Linked DNA regions of Ovis aries: region 1 is linked to region 2. The links are chromatin contacts, called in public Hi-C maps. All regions are on one chromosome and are shown on one strand. The core of a region is the stretch at or near the end of the contact, and the rest is flanking DNA. Distances in the headings are between cores, read along the strand shown.

The links. Hi-C and Micro-C count contacts between places; a contact is called where the count stands out from the background.
Region 1: a contact with region 2 is called in a Hi-C map of liver, with 4 times the contacts expected there. The contact joins two enhancer-like sites. A contact is called at or near these places in 3 of 16 Hi-C or Micro-C datasets (liver, muscle and tail adipose tissue).

What each region holds. Positions count from the first base shown.
Region 1 is chr4:96,347,927-96,350,664 of ARS-UI_Ramb_v3.0, forward strand. All of the region lies in intron 6 of LOC106991099 (a long non-coding RNA gene), which reads right to left. Among named protein-coding and RNA genes, the nearest start is that of MIR29A, 58 kb to the left of the region's middle. Within about 2 kb of position 1,350, at least 18 of the 54 cell types and tissues checked have an H3K27ac peak or open chromatin away from gene starts, as enhancers often do. A contact at or near this core is called in liver, where this site is marked.
Region 2 is chr4:96,303,299-96,305,998 of ARS-UI_Ramb_v3.0, forward strand. All of the region lies in intron 8 of LOC106991099 (a long non-coding RNA gene), which reads right to left. Among named protein-coding and RNA genes, the nearest start is that of MIR29A, 14 kb to the left of the region's middle. Within about 2 kb of position 1,308, at least 29 of the 54 cell types and tissues checked have an H3K27ac peak or open chromatin away from gene starts, as enhancers often do. A contact at or near this core is called in liver, where this site is marked.

The sequences.
Region 1 (2,738 bases), core at 100-2,599, 45 kb after region 2:
GGTTTCAACTTTCATATGAAAACTTATCGAGGTCTCTGTGTGTGTTAGTCATATCCAACTCTGTGACTGTAGTCACATGGACTATAGTCACCAGGCTCCTCTGCCCACGGAATTCTCCAGGGAATAATACTGGAGTGGGTAGCCTTTCCCTTCTCCAGCGGATCTTCCTAACCCAGGGATCAAACCCAGGTCTCCCGCCTTGCAGGCGGACTCTTTACTGTCTGTGCCACCAGGGAGGCCAGGTCTGTCAGCTCCTTAACCTCTTCCTAGTCAGCCCTCCTCTTGGCCCACCCACTCCAAACACCTTGTCCTCTTCCTGTCACCTGAACTGCTTCACTTCTGAACTAGGACATTCTGACATCCCTCTAACCAAACCCCCTTGCCTTCAGCTCCTTTTATTAAATATTTAGGATAACCAAACCTAACAATCTTAAACCCCACATCTGATCCTTCCACCATGTCACCTAGGAAGTACCAGCAACAACCCAGTGGTCCAGTTAGAAACTTCCACGTTGACTTCTATTCCTCTCTCTCCCTCATCTCCCACATCCAACAGACCCCCAAGTTCCATACGTCCGCCATCCGCAAACATCAACCAGAGTCTCTCTTCTCTTTCCAGATCACCAGTGCTTCTCATCCAGAGTCCTCTCCCCAGTGAGCTCCTTGCCGGTTTTCCTGCTTCCAGTACTTGCTTCCCTTAAATCTATTCAGCAGGCAGAACTGTCCCTCTGAAACATGAGTCTAGTTGCAGTGTGCCAGCGCTTACAATCCATGAACATTTTCCTATGTCCTTAACGAGATGACCAGATCCCTGAGCAGAGCTTCTGGGCCGTTCCTACATCTAGCCGCTGCCCGCCTCGCTGGCCTCATCTCCTGTTTTCTCCATTTCGGCCCCACATTATTTCTAATTCTTCAGATGTATCATGTTTCTCTTGCCGCAGGGGTCTTGGTATATCCTAGCTCCCCTGCCCAGATTACGCGTTTTCCTCAGTTTTTATCTTGGGACTTAGCACGCGAGTGTCATGCTAAGTATACCTCTTCCTTAAGAGACTTTCCTGAGCCCCCGTCTTGGTGAGATCCTTCAGATGGGTGTTCTGCAGCCAACCTGTATTCCCCCTACCTGACAGTCACCCCACAGTATGGAGTCTCCCTCAGGAGCCTGTTCTGTGGAGTAATATATGGCTCTCTCATTTAGCGCTGTCCTCTTGTGGCCACGCAGTGCTGGTCCATAAAGACACTCCACAAGTCTGTGCCGAGTAAACGAACGTGCAGTTGATTCTTAGAGCCTCGTCTTCAACCCTCCTACACTCTGTCCCTGAGATTTAGCTCCTCCAGGTCTCCAGCGGCCTGATGGACACCTGACTGAGTACAAAGTGGACGGGAATCGTCTCCTCTCTCACACCTACTCTCTTCAAAACCTAGTAGAGCAGAAAGAACACAGGCGAGGAATCAGGGGTGCTTGGCGTGTGCTCTTCTACATCCCACTGGCCGCACAACTTCAGACAAACCTATCTCTTAGCCTTAGTTTTCTCATCTGGGAAATATGGACACAAATACTAGCCTCATAGGATTATATTGAAGGAGATAATGTATGTGAAGGGCTCGGCAGATGACATGGAAATAACAAATGGCACCTGAGTTAAAAAAAAACACCGGGAGTAATTCTGCTTCCATTCTCCTCCCTGCAGCTGCTTCTTCTCCTCCAGACCCATTCCAGCCGGGCCCCCTCACTCAGCCCCCTGCTCCTGCCTCCTGGAGCTCTGCTGGGCCTTCCCGACTCTGGTTTTCTCAGTGCCCGGGCCACCCCACACACTGATACTAGAAGATCCTATGATCACTCCCCTGACCGAAATTCATCTGCTCCTGTGACTTGAGTGTTCAGTCTAAATTGTTTAGTCATAAGCCCTCTCTGCCCTCCTGGGTCTGGCCTCAACAGACCTTTGCTGCCTTCTCTTCCCGTTAGTCACCAACACACACACTGTTGTTGCCTGGCAACAACACGTGAGTCACTACCCACTCGGTGCAACGGTTCTTCCCATCCCTATCTAAGCCTCTACTCGCGTGTCCTTGGACTCAGACCACCCCCCCAGACCCCAGTTCTCAAATCCAACACCACTTTTCTTTCACTGTCTGGCCAAAGCCTCCTCAATCCATGATGCATTTCTTGATTGCCCAGCCTGAGAACATCTTTTCTACAAACGTGCGGTGTTTGATTTATCCCCCTCCTTTTATACATGTCATCTCTCTCCTCTATGTTTATCTGTGCGTGGAACCTCAGCTCCAAGCTCTCCACGGGCAGCATCGTGGCAGGGCCCATGCCGTCATGCTCAGGAAAGGCCCCCAGGAAGTTGCAGCAGCTGAGTGTGCACACCCACAGAGTCCTACTGAGGACGCAAAGCACCCCAGGGGCCACAGTCAGCTAAGCTTCTGCTGGGCTCCTAGGTGAGTGCCTGGCATACAGCAACACTCCACAAATAACTCTTGAAATTAACTTTTCCTCGGGGAGATCAGCTATTGGCTGTGGGACAGAAATTCTGTCTCCGGAAAAAAACACAGGAAGGTTTATCTCTCCCATCATATACTTAGGATGTAGGCAAGCTTCAAGTTCACTCTCTCCCACATGCTAGACAGCTACACTCAGCAATCAATATAGTATGTAATGCTTTGATATATTTAGTATGTCAAAAGTACTCGATTTTAACATATTAAGAATCATTCTTCAAAAGTCTCCTCTGGGG
Region 2 (2,700 bases), core at 58-2,557:
AGAAACTGGGAACACTTTTGACTGTCCATATTTTTTTGTGTGGCTCACAGAAAATAAAACAATAGGGAAAACCCAACTTCCTAGTCACAGCTCACAGCATCTTTGGCAACTAAGTAGTGAGTTCCATGGCCTTGCTGAAAACTGTCCCAGGCTTGTCAGAGCAAGGAAATACACCCAGTGCTCAAGACAACCTGCCCAAGAAAACGACTGGGGTTCTGCCTTCAGGGGCACCTCAGCAGTAGAGAATAACGAGGCTCACAGTGTATAAAGCGTAAAAAATTAAGCCTTTAAAGGTAAAGAACTGCATACTCGGAAAGCCAGCGATGTGGTCTCTGACTGTGAAAACTCAAACAGTGGTCACGACATAGCTAACCGTGTAGAGCTTTTGCATTTGGTCAGTGTCTGATTAATCGTCACCAGACTTGTCATGGCCTTATAGGAACTGAGTAAGCTGGGAGTGTTTCCCGAGAGCCACTGTTCAGCTGTGAACATGTAGACAGCCTTCTGTTTTTGTCTTTTGGAAAATCTAATCAGTTGAAATGACGACTTGGTGGTCAGACTTGCACTTCTCTAGCTACTTGAAAAAGGCTTATTTTGCCAGGCAAGGAGTGAGATTATGGTTAACTCGGTTTTTTTAGACTGAGGTCATCTCTATTCATTGGTGTAGTAAACAAGTCAGACTAAAAAAAAAAAAAAAAAACCCTTCCTTTCAAGAGTAACATTGCATTTTTATCTTCTCTGGGATGAAATGAAAGCACCGTAATTTTTAAAAACAACATCCACCAGAGTATCTAAGAATGATATAGAAAACTTAAAAAAAAAGAAAAAGAAACCTTAAACCTCATTTGCTCATTTCTAAGGATACTGGCAGCTTAGGTATCCTATCACTCCATGTCATTTTATTCCTTGAGCGCTCTTATTGTACAAGGTCAAACAGAATCGTAAGCCAACATTTTCAAAACCTCTTCATTCCATTCTTAAAGATATCCATCAATGGATAATTTGTGTCTGTTCAATTAAAACAACCACAGCCCCTGTAACTGTTGAGAAAAGCCCTCTGCGCTTGCCAAAGACACCAGCCAGGAAGGACCATCAGGACAGTCTCCTTTTTGGTCTCCCGGGGCCTCAGTTTCACTTTTCCTATCAGCTTGATGACACCCAGGACACATAAAGGATCCCTTTCTCGGCAGCACCGACGGTGCCCTGAGATCCTTGCACAGCAAGGCGGGGTGGGAGGCCTCCCCGGTTTGCCTGGGCCGGCCTCGCCAGGGCACTGTTCCCAGGGCGGTGACTCAGCTCTGGAGGCCACCTGCTGCGGGGGCGCTGCCACCTTCCGGGTCACTGCCAGTCATGAGGGTACAGGGACAGGGCAGAGCTGAATGGACTCAAAGAATCAACAGCTCAGAGCCAGGTCAAGGGCAGTGCCGGAAGCAGAGCCTTTGTTTACAGAAAGCCCAGCATTTCCAGGAGAGGCTGTGTGTGTGGAGGGGCTTCCCACCTGGGTGCTGAGCGTCTCGGGCAGCACCGAGACGGTGGGCCTTGGGCCATGGTGTTAAAATGAGGGCAGGGCCATGGGACAGCTCCCACTTTCACCACCACTTTGATCAGATCACCATGGCTTTCACAGGCAATAAAGGGTGCCCACTGCTGCAAGATACCCCCACTGCATTTGAGGTCTGCCCATCACCTTCCATCTCTTACGTCCACCCTTCCTCCAGGGCAGCCTCCTGCCTTCCCTTAGGTAAAACCTCTGCTCCAGCTAAAATAAGCCGCCCCCAGCACTCTGCCCTGCAGGGCTCGCTCCCTCTCTGTGCTTCTGTTTTGAGAGGCCGATTGGGCTGCTAGCAGTCAGACACAGGGCTATCCCACCTCGGATTCTCCTCGTTCTCTGCCTTTTCTCTGAGCTGAACCTTTAAGGTCCAGTTCAACCTTCCCTACTTTACACGGCCTCCCTGGGCCACTTGGGCATGTCACCTTCTGCACTCACCAGCACTTAGGTCTCAACTGCAAACCCACCTGATGTGCACTCAGGCTCTAATGTGTTTCGGTCAGTGACAAACACTTAAGGGACCTGTGCTCAGAGTGTGAGGAGAAAAGACAGGACCCTGCGGCAGGAGTCTACCTCTCTCCCTCCTGCCGCAGGAGACTCACGTGCGCGCATTGCCGTCGAGCACATGCAAGGAGCTCTGCAGGCTCAGCAGGCTTTATAGAGGAACTCTAGGCTGGGTTTTAAAGGAAGAGGAGGGTTTTAAAGGAGGGACAAGGTTGGACAAGGGAGGGAGGTGGGTTGTTCAGAAACAAGATGGCACGTTCTCTTGAGCATCTCTGCAGCTTTGGGTTCAAGGGTAGGAGGCGCTGGGGGCCGGGATCTGAGCTCAAAGGACTTGGCCCGACTGGCTGAGTACCTGTGCTGTATGAAATGCATCAACGGGGTTACTCCTGGGTGAGAGAGAAAGACGGCAGGGCCCGCTGCGCCCGGAAGTGCTGAGGGGTGGGGCACTTGGACATACATTATCACATTCAATCACCACCATGTTCTTGAGCCATTTGTTTGGCAATTAATCACATGCTGCCTTGTGACATGATCACCCCGGCTATCTCGTCCCCGATGTGGCCTGCATGCTTGTTTTCTCCCCAGCTGGACAGTCAGCCCCGTGCAGGCCCCGAAGGCCTTCCCTCTGACTGCCCACAGTGGCCAGC